Regions from separate parts of the Rattus norvegicus genome. Here region 1 is linked to region 2. A link is a contact called in public Hi-C data. All regions are on one chromosome and are shown on one strand. The core of a region is the stretch at or near the end of the contact, and the rest is flanking DNA. Distances in the headings are between cores, read along the strand shown. Region 1 overlaps Chn2 (chimerin 2). Region 2 holds the start of Chn2 (chimerin 2).

Evidence for each region. Hi-C and Micro-C count contacts between places; a contact is called where the count stands out from the background.
Region 1: a Hi-C map of liver shows a contact between it and region 2, with 1.6 times the contacts expected there. The contact joins the enhancer-like site here to the promoter of Chn2 in region 2. A contact is called at or near these places in 2 of 12 Hi-C or Micro-C datasets (kidney and liver).

Annotation. Positions count from the first base shown.
Region 1 is chr4:84,521,074-84,527,634 of GRCr8, forward strand. The region is part of intron 1 of Chn2 (chimerin 2); the gene reads left to right. Among named protein-coding and RNA genes, the nearest start is that of Chn2, 45 kb to the left of the region's middle. Within about 2 kb of position 1,483, at least 27 of the 93 cell types and tissues checked have an H3K27ac peak or open chromatin away from gene starts, as enhancers often do. A contact at or near this core is called in liver, where this site is marked.
Region 2 is chr4:84,473,825-84,481,261 of GRCr8, forward strand. Chn2 (chimerin 2) reads left to right here and starts at 5,165. Exons shown (of 13, transcript NM_032084.2): 1 at 5,165-5,348. The coding sequence starts at 5,300.

The sequences.
Region 1 (6,561 bases), core at 233-2,732, 44 kb after region 2:
TGAAGATTGAGGGCATGAACAACTTCCCAGTCGAGAGGTTCCTCAAGGATGCTGCACTGTGGGTGCGGCTCTCTGAAAAAATGAGGCGCTTACCTCAGGCCCCTCGAAGAGTGGTTTTCTAGGCTCCTCCATCTCGTCTTCCCATCACATCCCCCTGCACAGGCAGGATGAGTATTGACCTCATCTGTTAGGTGAGACAGGTAGGGGCAATTGAATCAGCACCTCTTTCATAAATGGTGAGAGAGATTGCACAATAGTAGCCGGGCACCCATTTGAGTGTAAAAGTAAGTCTCAGGGCAGGTCTGAAAAATTTCCTCATTTATTTTCCTTCAGTTATGTATCGAGCATCTGCTAGGTGCCACTTATTTTACTACGTGCTTTATATATAGAAAGAGATGAAATGCAGTCTACTCCTCAGAGATACACAGCCTTCAAGAGGAGACTGATGTGACAGGAACAAATTCAAGTGTGAAAGGACTTCAGGGGAGGGGAGGGGAGGATGGAGAGAGAGAAGAGAAGAGGGAAGGGGTGTGTGTGTCTGTCTGTCTTTGAGTGTGTGTGTCTCTGTGTGTGTGTTGGGGGGGAAGGAGAGGAGGGGGGGAGGGGAGAGCATGCTTTTGATGAACTGGATTTAGCTCAGTGGTAGAGAGTGTCTTTTGGATGCACAGGCCCTGGATGGATCTCCAGCCAACAAAAAGAGCAAAGCCTTTTGGAGTGGCGACAGCTGAGACAAGGTTTTAGAGTGAAGGGGCATCTCCTATGAGGAAGAGCATGCTGAGGACATGGAGGAGTTGAGGACCTCTGTAGTTAGCTACTTCAGAAACTTCCAGTGTGAGGAAAGCATGAACCAGGAGGAATGGGATATAGGGAGGGGACTGCCCAGGGGAGCTTGTCCTGAGAAAGGAAAGAGGCCCAATGTCTTCCTGTCTGTTACCTGAACTCAAGTGCAAACTGGAAGACCAGAGTTCAAGGCCAGCTTCTGACTGCTGGCCTTGACAGCAGGTCCCAGGGGAACGTGAGTGATAAGAAAATAAACAGACAGACAGATGGACAGGACAAATTTACTAGCCCTCCAGGCTGTGCAGGAAACAGAATCCAAAATTCCCACGTTTGGTGCTAATGTTCTTGCCAGTATATCCTTTCAGTCTCAAACTACATAATTTAAATAAGCCTGAAGTTAATTGCAGTTCGTTGTGATTGCTGAGCTATTTATAACACCGAAGTGCTAGGAGTCAAGCTAGGACCAGTCAGGATCCAACCGATCTGAACACTGAGTGCCTGCCTCTCTTTTTTAAAAGAAATTGCCTTGTGAAACCCTACCCTGGATTGTTCTATTGTTAACATGGATGAGGGAACTTCCTGCTTTTTTTTTTCCCTTCAAAATTTTTTTTAGTGGTTTCTACGCTGAAGAGGAAACACTAAGTGGGGCTTAATTTTAAGTCTATTGGCTGCAACACTGTTTTCTTCCTCCCGACACACACAGTCCCCCTTCCCCGACTTCTTCATAAGTGATGTGTTTACTTATTTACGTTCTGTTCCACCACCCACTCTCACTTCCCAGTGTGGGACTTCCCCTTCTCCTTTCTCTTGTAATTTCGACACAGAGCAGAAAGTGTTGGGAAGAGAAACTGGCAGAGAAAGCCAAGGTGCTGTGGCGAACCACCCTGACTTTCTGGGGACAGAAGCTAGGACATCATGAGGGACACAGCTTGCCTCTCACACAGAGCCACGGAGTGAGGCACTATCAAATGATTCTTGGAGTGGCTGGATCTCTGCTTTGCTGTCCCGTGCTGTGAGAATCTCTAAGAAGCTTTTCTGTATTAAGACTCTGAGGTGAAGGTGCTAGTGCCCTCTGACCTCCAGGAGCAGAGACTCTTGTTAGCAGAGGCTGCTAAGGCTGGGCTGCCCACTGTTCATGAGAACTGAATCTTTGTCTAGGCCTCTAAGTCTCTCTCAGTCTGATTCTATGCTACTCTACAGGCCAGATTCCTACACACTGGCCAGGCCATGTTACCCACAGGTTCTAGAACATGCTCCCCAGTGTTCCACCTCATCTAAATAATCTGGGCATGCAGTGACTTCCGCCTTCTCTTTTTTTTGCTTATTAATAGCCTATCAGAGTATCATAGAACTTTTTTATAGGACCTGTATGACTTTAGACTTACTACCTTTGTTATATGGTCCTATGTTAGTTTGTAAATTCATGGTGGTAGGACCTATGCTTCATGCCCCTACTGTGACATTTCAATGTATCACCCAGCTAAGAAAAAGGGGCTAACAATTTCTTTGAAGAGGAAACAAGCTCGCCAGAACACTGAGAGAAATACAAAGAGACTTATTTAGGTAAGTGCATACTTTGTACCCATTGGTTTGGGGCAAAATACACTGTTGGATGCTTAGTGGGGATTAGCAGTAGGAAACTACCTTCCAGGAGCTAATGGCTGGTCAATAATATCAACGACAATTGCTAAAAAGTTGCATTAATTTTATGAATATCCTTTATCATATTTTCCCATATCCAATTCATTCTTAGAACAGTTCTTGGAGACATCATCTCTGTTTACTGGTGATACAACTTACCATTGAGAGGTTAAGGAACTTGCCTATGGCCACGCAGCTGGCGTGGTGATTCTGAGGGACACTGAGGAGCGCCAGGACCTCTCTGGTAGAGCACAAGGCAAGGATGGGCAGCTCACTGTGCTTCCTTCTGCTTTTTCCTGTCCAGTCATTTGCTCACTCTTCAGGCTGCGTGGAGCGCTCTCCCTGTCTCTATGTCAGCTTCTGGAAATGCTTCCTCTGCTTCAACCGTGAAGGTGTCTCTCTGAAGACCTCCTTCAAAGCTTGAAGTTGTTGTTCCCAACTGGGCACCTGATAGTGTGGGCCCATGTACACATGTATACACAACATGCCATTTTAATGCTAAGGTCAATTCTTCCACTGGGATCCTTCTAGGGAGAAATAAAAACACAATAAAACGTGACCAGAGCATCTACCTCTGTATTTGTCAGACTCTGGCAGAGCCTCCCAGGAGACAGCTATATTGCTCATAGCCAACCATTGGACTGAGCACGGAGACTGCAATGGAGGAGTTAGAAAAAGGACTGAAGGAGCTGAAGGGGTTTGCAACCCCATTGGAAGAACAGCAATATCATCCAACTAGACCCCTCCAGAGCTCCCAGGGACTAAATCCCAACCAAAGAGTACATATGGAGGGACCCATGCCTCTAGCAGCATATGCCTTGTCAGACATCAATGGGAGGAGAGGCCCTTGGTCCTGGAAAGGCTTGATGCCCCAGGATAGGGAAATGTCAGGGTGGGGAGGCAGGAGTGGGTGGGTTAGTGGGGGAACACCCTCATAGAAGCAGGAGGAGGGAGGATGGGATAGGGGGTTCCAGAGGGAAACTGGGAAAGGGAAAGGGGATAATATTTGAAATGTAAATAAATAAAATATCCAATAAAAACAAAGAATGTCAAGGAAAATGAAAATTCTGTTCTATTCAACAGGTGTTCTGCAAGAGCTTGGTTATAGAGAGAGAGCCCAGTGTAGGACAACTTCTTCCTGTTTTATAGGAGAGCTGTGGTGACACCCACGATGAGGTCATTGTCTGGGTTTATGTTGTAGAGAATGGCTTCTTGTCTAAAGCAAGAGATTCCTAGAGGGCTTTGTTTTCTTCTTTCTCTGTCCTGTAGCTGGTCCTTATTTGCACAACTTTAGGGGAAGGGTGAGGGGGCCAGGCAATAGCATTGAGTGGACAACTCCCAGAGGAAGCCTACTTGCTAGAGGAGCCAAAATGGACCTCTGTAGGGGGGTTACATTTTTGTGCCTCCGTGTTTCTAGAGTGGAGAGTCACGGGCAGGCACTGACTGGCATAGCTCCGACTCAGTGCTTCAGTCAATAGGTTGTTGACTCTGGTGCATGCCATGGTCTTGGCAGCTGCTGCAGTTTCAATGATAAGTAAGGCCCAGATGGTCCCAATAACTGAAGAGTGAATAGTGGTCCCAAGAACTGAAGAGCATCATGGTCCATTCCAGATTCTGTTCAATAGCCTAACCTAGACAGCCTCTGAACACCAGACATTAGGTCAAGGCCCTGGCAGATTTTGTGTCTGGTCACAACTTGTCTTCTCACTCTAACCTCATATGGTAAAAGGGATGAAGGATTTCTCTGTGGTCCTTTAATAGAGGCGTTCATTTCATTCTTGAGGGCTCCACCCTGTGACCTAATTGTTTCCTGGTACTATCACTCTGGGGGCAGCAACATAGGACTAGCAGGGATACAAGTGCTCAGTGTTCAATGGTAGAGTGTCCCGTGTCATGTGTGGGTCATGATGAAGTTATGTGCAAAGGTTAGAGACTAGAGGAAGATAAACTCTGGCATGTCAGGAGTGTCCCAGAACATTCCGTGGTGATGTCCTGGCTGAACATGGTCTTCTGACAGATGAATGGTCTTCTGGAAAGCCGAGGAAATGGGCATTCTTGGGGAGATCAGTAGGCTTGGAGGTCTGAGTAGACAATGATGTCACCATTGGCAAAACAGGAGTGGGAGGAGTGCGGACAAATGGGTCTGTTAGAACCATACATTTGAGACTTTTCTTTTAAAATAATGCTGATACTACTCAGTACCACAGCTAGCAAAAGAAGACAGAACAGGCCTTTCCTCTCTTCTGCAAGTTCCACGTGCACAGGGGTGGATTCCCCTTCCCTCCTCGTCATTTATGAATGCTGCTTCCCAACCTCCTCTACCAAACCAGGGACCACATGTTTTGCCAGCCTTCTACCTATGTCAGATTCCAGAATATTCAAGACTGCTGTAGCTCAAAGCTGCAAAACCACCCTACACAGAGAGAACCCTGTCACCCTAGCATTATCCAGCTCTGTGCCTGGGCCCAGAGGAACAGGGGCCTGTGTGGTTTTCCTTCCTACAAGATTACCAGCCCCTGGGTTATAGAAAAGAAGAGAAAACAGATGAAAAGGTTTAGCGTTCCCAGTGATGCTTCCAAAGTCCCGACTTTCTCTCATCTAGATTTTACTTCCACAGTATCACAGTCTGAGTCATGGGGACAGGAGCGTGGACAGGCTTCTATTGTTACCTGGCCAGCCTCCCCTCCCAGTGGCTTTGCTTTTCCAACTAAAAACAGAGCAAAACAAAAAATGTCAAACAAACCAAACATTCTCTATGTTCCTTAGCCTCAGCTGGTCAAGGGTTAGAGTTCTCTGTTTTCTTGGAGAGCCTTTGTTTTCATAGCAAAGGCATTGTTATGTGGGAGCCCTATGCTCCCTGCCTTGGTTAGGTACAGATTGGAGAGCAGATACAGAGACTGGCAACTAACAGTGAGGTGAATTGGCAGCCAGGGTGGGGATGGGGATGAGAGTGAGGGTGGGGGTGGAGGTGTGGATGGGGGTGGGGGTGTGGATGAGAGTGAGGGTGGGGGTGGAGGTGTGGATGGGGGTGGGGGTGTGGATGGGGTGGAGGTGTGGATGGGGTGGGGGTGGGGGTGTGGATGGGGTGGAGGTGTGGATGGGGTGGGGGTGGGGGTGTGGATGGGAGTGGGTGTCCTTGAGCTAGAGAGAGACCCTACCCATAGCTGGGAAAAGCTGCCTTCCATCTGACTCTGTTGGAGGTGATGGAGGTCTGTCAGGCTGTTAAAGGGGCAAGATCAGGGAATCTGGAGAGGAAGTAACAGACAATGGTCCCAGTCCCTAAAGGTTCTGTGTTGTAGGGGGATGGGGGAGTTGTTGGTTACCAGACCATTAGATCTGAGCTCTAATCTGGCTGCCTAGGACTCTGGACCTCACCATGAGACCTACATTCATCCTGCTTCCCTACTGACCCAGCCCTTTACATCTGCCTCAGTTCACCAGCCAGGGTCTCTTAGCAGTGTTAGCGGCCAGGCCTTCATTTCTTCTGACGCTGACACCTTGGTGTGGGCCCGGCATCTCATGCTGACTGTCTTCACAGTCTACACGAAGTCTACTGTCTACAGTCCCTCCCACTAGGCTTGCCTTTGGACCACTATCAGATAGCCTTTCCTGAAAGATGGTTTCTCTGCCACATTCCTGGTTCTTACATAAGGCCTCCAACCTAGACTCTCCAGTGTTCTGATTCTTTCCTATGGGTTCCCTCCAGCAGTGGATTCCCATAGAATCAGTAGATTCCCCAGAAGACTATACTGGGGAGCTTGTTAAGCTTGTTAAACATACACTCCTCAGTTCCACTGTGGGTGGGCCATTATAGTAAGTTGGGAGCAGGACCTTTAATAGGCTGACTTGTAAACTCATTTGACAGCATGGTAGCATATAGGACAGGCCCAGAATCCGGGGCCTTTGCCGTGCTATTTCAGGTCCTGCTAAATCTTCTCTCATTCAATCTTTCTTCTGTCCAGATCAGGTATGGTTACCTCCTTGAGGGAAGATAAGAGTCCAAGAATCAATTGTCTTTTCTCGGGGTGTTGGTATAGCTCTGTGCTAGAGGACCTACCTAGCATGCTGATGCCCCGAGTTCAATCTCTAGTACTGAAAAAACAATATTTCTCCTTCTGCCCCCAGGATACAGAATGGTCC
Region 2 (7,437 bases), core at 3,915-6,414:
GCTCAGCACCAAGTTCCAGGAACGTGTACCTGCAGCCTGAGGATCTCCACTAGGGGTCTCCAGAAGCTGGCGATTTACAGTGGCAGTCGAGCTTGCAGGCGGCCTCTCTTTGTCTGCACCCCAGGTGTGGACTCCCCTTTGTTCCCTGGTTGGGCAGCTACCTTCTCTGGAAGCCAGCTGGGTGCTCGCTGTGTCTTTTAAGGCCACCGCGGGCTATCAGCATCTGCCTCTAGTTTACCTCGTGCTATCAGAGAAGAGCCGGTGCTTTCCAGCAGGGTTAGGCATCTTGTATAGGAAACAGGGCTTGAACTACAAAGGGAACTAGGACTCCCAGCAATGATATTGATGATGAGGAATTGACAGCAAAGGGGCCACTTTTCAGGCCAGAGTAATTTGCCATAAAATATTTAAAGCTGCTTGACAAACAGCCCCACCACTCTCCCGTGAACACAGACCACTGGATTAATCTTGCAAGTAAGGCATATTTCATTCTGTGTTTAGCACAAGGGAAGGAAATGACCTTCTTAGAGAAATGCCCCAAAGGAGTGCTGAGGGCAGCCTTGCACACCCACTACATCCACTCTGTGGTGTGTTCTGCCTGCCTTCAAACTTCAAAGGAACGCTAAAATAAAATAACAGATTATATTAATGTAAGGGTACCCTGAAAGCAGTAAATATTAGGAGTTACAAGAGTCCCGGCTGATGAAGAGGCAGGGCACTGACTGTAAACGTGTTGCTCTTTTGCTTTTGCCATTTCAGTTAATCTTGTTCAAGGCTAGAGTGTTCTCACATACCTGTCTACTGACTGCCCTTTGTGCCCCAGAGGTGTTGTTCATCACTCGGTGATCACAGCCCCTGGGGAGAAAAGTCATTCAATTCTTTGCTCTTGTATTCAGAAGAGATCTCTTGATGACCTACTGTGTGCAAGGCATGTTAAATTACACAAAGGCTTGACAAATAACATTGGCCCATTCTCCGCCCATTCCCCGCCTTTTCCCCGCCCATTCCCCTCCCCCTCCGAGAAACTTTTAGTGATGAAGGTGAGAAAACTGTCACCACAGCCAGCAATGCCATTAAGACAAGACAGAACTGAGATCTGTTGGTAGAGAGTGAAAGCATTCCATGGAAGAGCTGGCAGGGAAATGAGAAGATTCTCTGGACAAAGTGCCTTCTGGTGAACTTTGCCCACAGCTCACTGGTCAACGGGAAGGACCTGGACAGAAACTGGTGTTGACAGCTCCTAGGTACACAGGGCACAAAGGGAAAAGATCACAGCTGAGAAGGAGTCAGCAGGAAGTACAGTTAGAAAGGGGAATCACAGAAAGGAAGGTTTTGAAGGTAGAGAGCCCTGTTCAGTTACTCAGGTTTGACATACCCAGTGACCTAGGCTGCAGGGCAACTTGCTTCATGAATTTCTGATGTGGTGATGAAATCGGTGTTACAATTATTGCTAGGGGCTGGTAAGATGGCTCGATGAGTAAGGATATTTGTCCTCAAGCCTGAGGACTTGGGTCTGAGTTCAATTTCTGAGTAGAAGGAGGACACTTGACTCCTGTAAGTTGTCCTCATGTGCAAGCATGGGTGTGGATACACAGGCAAACACACACACATACGTACACACACACACACACATGCACACATGCATAAACACATGGCACACACACATGCACACACAGACACAGATACACACATGCATACACACACATGCATACACACATGTATACACACATAAACATATAAACAATATACCCTTACGTACAAACACATAGACAGACATATATGGTACAAACACATAAACATGTGTAAATGCACATACATGAATACACACCAAATAAATGTAAAAATAGAAAAGAAAGTAAGTGAGTGCTAAGTTAAATGGCAACTTTAAATTCTATGTCAGAGCACATTATTGACAAACTCTCCTTTTTCCCTCGATCCTTTATCATTTGGAGGAAGCTGGACGCAGTATTTAAGAAAATTGTACTGGATCGTGTTAGACTCCTACCAATAGCACCTATACAGAATTGTGTGGTGCTGTTGAGAAGTGAATTAAATGCACGAATGAAGGTTTTATCATTTCACTTGGGGAAGCATGTCGGGAGGCCTGCCACCAGGGGCTCCTGCGCCTACTGACAAAGAGACTTAGCACTTCGCATCAGGTCCTGCTTGTTAATTTACAGTCTGAAATATCTGATCAGGAGACTCAAGCCCCTCGGTCTTTGAACCGGAGAAAGTGGATCTGGACTACGAGTGGCTACGTTTTCCCTGATGATTAACATTCAGCTGTCCCAATGAGCCATCAACTTTCAGATATCAGTCCAGAAACTGTTTTAGGTTTGTTCTTCAAAACGACCGACTCCATCTACCTCTGACCACAAGCTGGGCCTCACGGAAGCTCTCTCTTCTACTTTCGGATTGCATTGTTTTTACCTGGTGGTGGTGCCTTCACAGTGAGAACCTGTCCATCCCTTCATCTATCTGGAGTAATGAAGATTATTACTGGGCCATATTTTGGTTTTTTTTTAAATATTTATTATTTTACCTATATGTTTTGCCTGCATGTTTGTATGTTGTTTTAGCTTGGGTTACACTGCTGTGAAGAGACACCAGAATCAAGGCAACTCTTATAAAGGAAAACATTTAATTGGGGCTGGTGTATAGTTCAGAGGTTTAATCCACTGTTTTTGTCATGGTAGGAAACATGCTGGCATGCAGGCAGACATGGTGCTGGAGGAGCTGAGAGCTCTCCATCTTGATCTGCAGGCAGCAAGAAGGGGACTGGCTTCCACACTCAATGGAGTTTGAGCATGGCACACCTCAAAGCCCACCTCCACAGTGACACACTTCCTCTAACAAGGTCACATCTCCTCCAATAAGACCACACCTCCTAATAGTGCTACTCCTTATGGCCAAGCATTCAAGCCACGAGTCTATACGGGTCATTCCTATTCAAACTACCACATATGCATACCACTTGGGTTCCTGGAGAAAGAAAACATTGTTCGAATGTTTGGTTCTACCTTTCAGCTAAACAATTTACAACCTCTTGGAATACAGTCTTGAATAGCACGATATGGTATCACAACTAGTATTTTTCTCAAGCTTATTCTCCATGTTATCAGTAGTAGAAGTGGAGAAACAGGACTATAAAGTATTTGCTGACATCCTTGTTTGAACTGAGATGCTGGTTTTCTTCAATGCCCACGTAGTAATGATCTTGTCCAGCGACAGCCTTGCCCACCATCTAGAGATCCAGAGGACTTTGTAAATTACTAGCCAGACAACTGAATGTCATGTCGTGCCTTGAACTCTGGGTGTGCAAGAAGTTCCACTCCCATAGAGTGGTCCAGAGCATGCTGGGTGAGTGTATGTACCCACAGGGCTCCAGATGAAGTCACCTCAAGCTTGCACTGCCCTCCAAAAGTGCATGGGATGAGGAGACTTAGCAGTACCTGAGTCTAGCTGACCCAGGCAGATCTGTCTTAAGAGCCCTATAAATGGAGTCCATGATGATACAGCTCAGTGGAGCTGAAGTGGCTCATGGGAGTTCAACAAGAGGTTCCCCCCCCAAACTAATCAACAAATAAATGTGGGTGGGGGCACTTGTTGGGCAGTCACACTGGGATGGCATCCTAGGGGGAAATTTTAAAATATACTTTAAATCAAGTAGAAAATGTGACATGAGTGCATATCGTGATCATTTAACACTTATTATTCACTGTACACGAGGTCCTCTGCAGATGTGGAGGCCCCCAGGACGTGGCCGCTGTTCCGAGTCACTCCTGATAATTTTCAAATGGACTATGCCCTTCTTAGCCATGTTTTTCAAAATCGTGCTGCTCCCAATGCGAACACTTTCCGTTTTGCTCTATAATGAGAGTACTTTCATTCCTTTAATGTTTGCTTTTTTTCCTTTGATCTAACAATTTCTGTTCAAATTTCACAGTTTTCTGTAGCTTTAGGAATGAAAGAACCGATTACTCTGCTGGGAGCGTGAAACGGATTTTAAAATATATATCTGCATGACATTTCCTTCCAGTGAAATTAATTTAGGTTTAAATACAGGAGAATGGCACAGACCAGCCCCAGTCCCTTTCTCTCATACACCTAGGCAATTCCTTATCCTTAAAGGCTTCAGTTGCACCTGCTGCAGTCTTAGTCTTTTGTGAGGACCCGAACAAGGGGCAGAGGACCACTTTCTTTGTGTAAGACCGATGCCACCTTTGGGATGTCTCTATTTTTATTTTTTTTTAACACCAGTCTCAGAAGCATAGTGGACTTTTGGGGCACGGTCCCTGCCAGTGACTGGAGTACTTCAGTGTAGCCAGATCGGCTCCCTGAGTGGTTTAGGAGACCTACACCAGGGCAGGGACCTTCGATTCCTGACCAACAAAGGACAAATTGTAGGGTGGTGGAAAGGGCGCTTCCCAGCCTCGGTGGCATCCTGGCCTGCTGCCCCGCACCTAATCCTCAGAGACCTCGCCTTCGCCTTCTGGGACCCCCCCCCCCGCACTCCCTCCCCACACTGTGTGGTTGCTCCAGAGCCTAGAGCTTGCTGCCACCTTCCTCCTACAACCCCTCCATCCCCTTCTCTAACTCGGGAAGCAGCGCTGTACACTGCTGCTCGGTCCGCTGCGCGTCCCTGGCGGTTTGCCCAACACCTCGGGGCAGGCTCCGAGTCCTGATGGTCCCCACCCCTTGGTCCTCAGCCTCCCCCAGCAGCCAGGGGTGCTGGAGCTGTCAAGCGGGCAGAGTGGATTCAGCCCGGAGCGCCGGCGTTCCTCTCCTCCTTCCTTTGTGTGCGCGCGCGAGCTGAGTTGGGGAGGAGGGAGAAGGGGGAGGTCGCTGTCTATCTGTCTCCCCCGCCTTTGCCCGGGCCGCTCGAAGTGCGGCGGCGGAGGCTGAATTCTCTAGAGCTGGTGCTGGGAGCCCAGGGGTGCCCAGGTTCCAGTCGCGCGCAGGGAGCGGGCTCGCAGCGGGGACAGCGGGGACGCTGAGAGCGGTGGTCCCATCCTCCTGGCCGGCCGCCTCGGCCTCGCTGCGCCCCTGCCACTCCGACGCCCGTAGCGGAGCGCGCCCAGGCGCCGAGAGGGACAGCGAGCACGAATAAATAGCGGCGGCGGCAGCGCGTCATCTGGCGGAGCAGGAAGTGCAGGCAGAGTCCGGAGGCCGGTGCTTCCCGCGCGTCCCCAGGACTTTGCCATGGGCTGGGGGCCGCGCGGGCTGCGAGCGGCCGGCCGAGGGCAGCGGCGACGCCGCCCGCACCGGGACTGAGCAAGCAGCGACGCGCGGCGCCGAGATGGCAGCGTCCAGCAACTCTAGTCTGTCCGGCTCCTCCGTGTCCTCTGGTGAGTTTCAGCGCGCGGTCGCCTGTGCGGGGATGGAGAGTCTACCTGTGGCCGTCCCGCCCGCTCTAGGAGAGCGTGGCGCGGGGCACCAGCGTCCCCGGGACACTTGTTAAGGTGGTCAGCACCTCCTCGTCTGACCTGTGACAGCGTAGAGGTGGGACTCGGTAGTGTCCTAGGCTTGCGGACCAGGAGTCTGGGGCTCCTGGCGAGCAGTAGCTGCCAGCAGCCTTGCACTTTCTGCACAGCTGGAACGGGGGCAGAAAGCGCCGGGAAGGTGAGGGCACAGCTGAGCTCCGGACCTGTGTATCTTGGCGCCTGCTACCCTGGATACCCAGAGCCAAAGAAGGGTGCAAACCCTAGCTCCTTGCAGACTCGGATTTCTTTGTTTGTTTCAGAAATTAGCTCCTTGGAGACACTCGCTTGGGGCATGGGTTTGAGAGAGCAGCCAGGAGGAAAATGTGTCTTGCTCGTCCTACTAAAGTGGGATAGTGGAATGGAGGTCGAGCCCAGCCTCTCTGACTCCTGGCATGTTTACCCTGTGAACTGTGTGTGTGTGTGTGTGTGTGTGTGTGTGTGTGTGTGTGTGTGTGTGTGTGTAGACAGAGACAGAGAAACAGAGAGAGAGACAGAGACAGACAGAGAGACTGTGAGACAGACACAGAGAGCATGTGTGTGTGCAGGAGCGAGCGAGGGGGGCTCTAGACGCGTTCTTATCCTACGCTGTAATTTTACTTTCAAGGCTTCCATTTTTTTTCTGTGTTAAATGTGGCTGGGTGAAAAAAAGGGCTTTCAGCTTTTCTATGGTTGATCAGCAGGTCTAATTGAACAGAAAAAAAATGATAATGAATGCAAAGGCATAAGAATCAATGGAGGCAGCCCCTCTGGTTTCTGAACATGACAGGTTTCTAATCAGAATGATGCATTAGGTACAGTTCCCCTACCCCTTTGGTCACTGAAAACTTTAATAAGAAACCCTGAAGGGATGGCTGTTAAGACACACAGTTCTGTTTGACATACAGAACTCAAGGGTCAAAGAAAAGTCTTAAAGTCCTAGTGGGAATGCTCTGTGTATTAATATTGTATGGTGTCCCATTGAATTCTTTTTCTTTATTCTCCAAAAATTAAATTCAGTGTGGAGAAGAGATGCAGCATTGGGCAGGAAGGCAGGCATGAAAGGAACCACAGCTGTGGATGTGTAACTAACCAAATTGTAGACACAAGGTGACTGTGACCAGAGAGTAGTTGTTCTCTTGAATGCTTGCTACATGCTATCTTTTCTTGGTCAGGTTTAGTCCCATGGAAATGACACTTCCTTTAATGAGTGCTGTCAACTAATAAAAACAGCATTGTTAGGTGCCGGGTAGTTTGAGCTGCTGGCAGTAGGGACTGGTGGGCAGAGCAGTCAGCTCTTATTAAGAACAGCAACAAGTTGACCGCCTGTGGTTTTAATTCTGAGAACTCAGCAAATGCTAGGGCTTATTTTTAGTACCCTCAAACCACTGCCACTGCGTTTCAATTCATTTTGGTTGACTAACATTGAATTTAAAATGCAGAGATGCTGCCTTCCTATTAGCACATGTTTCTCCCTCTCCAAAGCCTGCCCACTCCATGAACTGAGGGGATAAAGGTAGCAAGGGGAGGACCGAGGAAGGATGATGATGAGGAGGAAACAGGAGACAGCATCATCTTAGGATTCCCTGGAGGCGTAGGGTACCGATGCTGTGCCATCTGAAATTCTGGATCTTGATACAGCTTAAGAAGCCTAGGTCAGCCCTGGGAAGACTTTGCTGCTCATAGCAGCCAGGATAAGCTTTGGAGGGCGGTGACTGCAGAGAGGACAGCAGGCTTACAATGGCTTTCTCCCCTGTTTTATGGACCCGTCTCTTAATCCTGTTGGAGACTGTGGGAAATTGCATGAAATCTGAAAGGCAAAAGAGTGGACATTGAATCTATTTACCATTGCATGTAAATCAACCTGACCTGTGGGTTTATATGGCCTAGTGCACCAATTCATCAGACACTTTGTCTTGCAAAAATATGGAATCATAGTTCTTTTTAAGCACACTTACCATTGTGTGGCTAATGAATA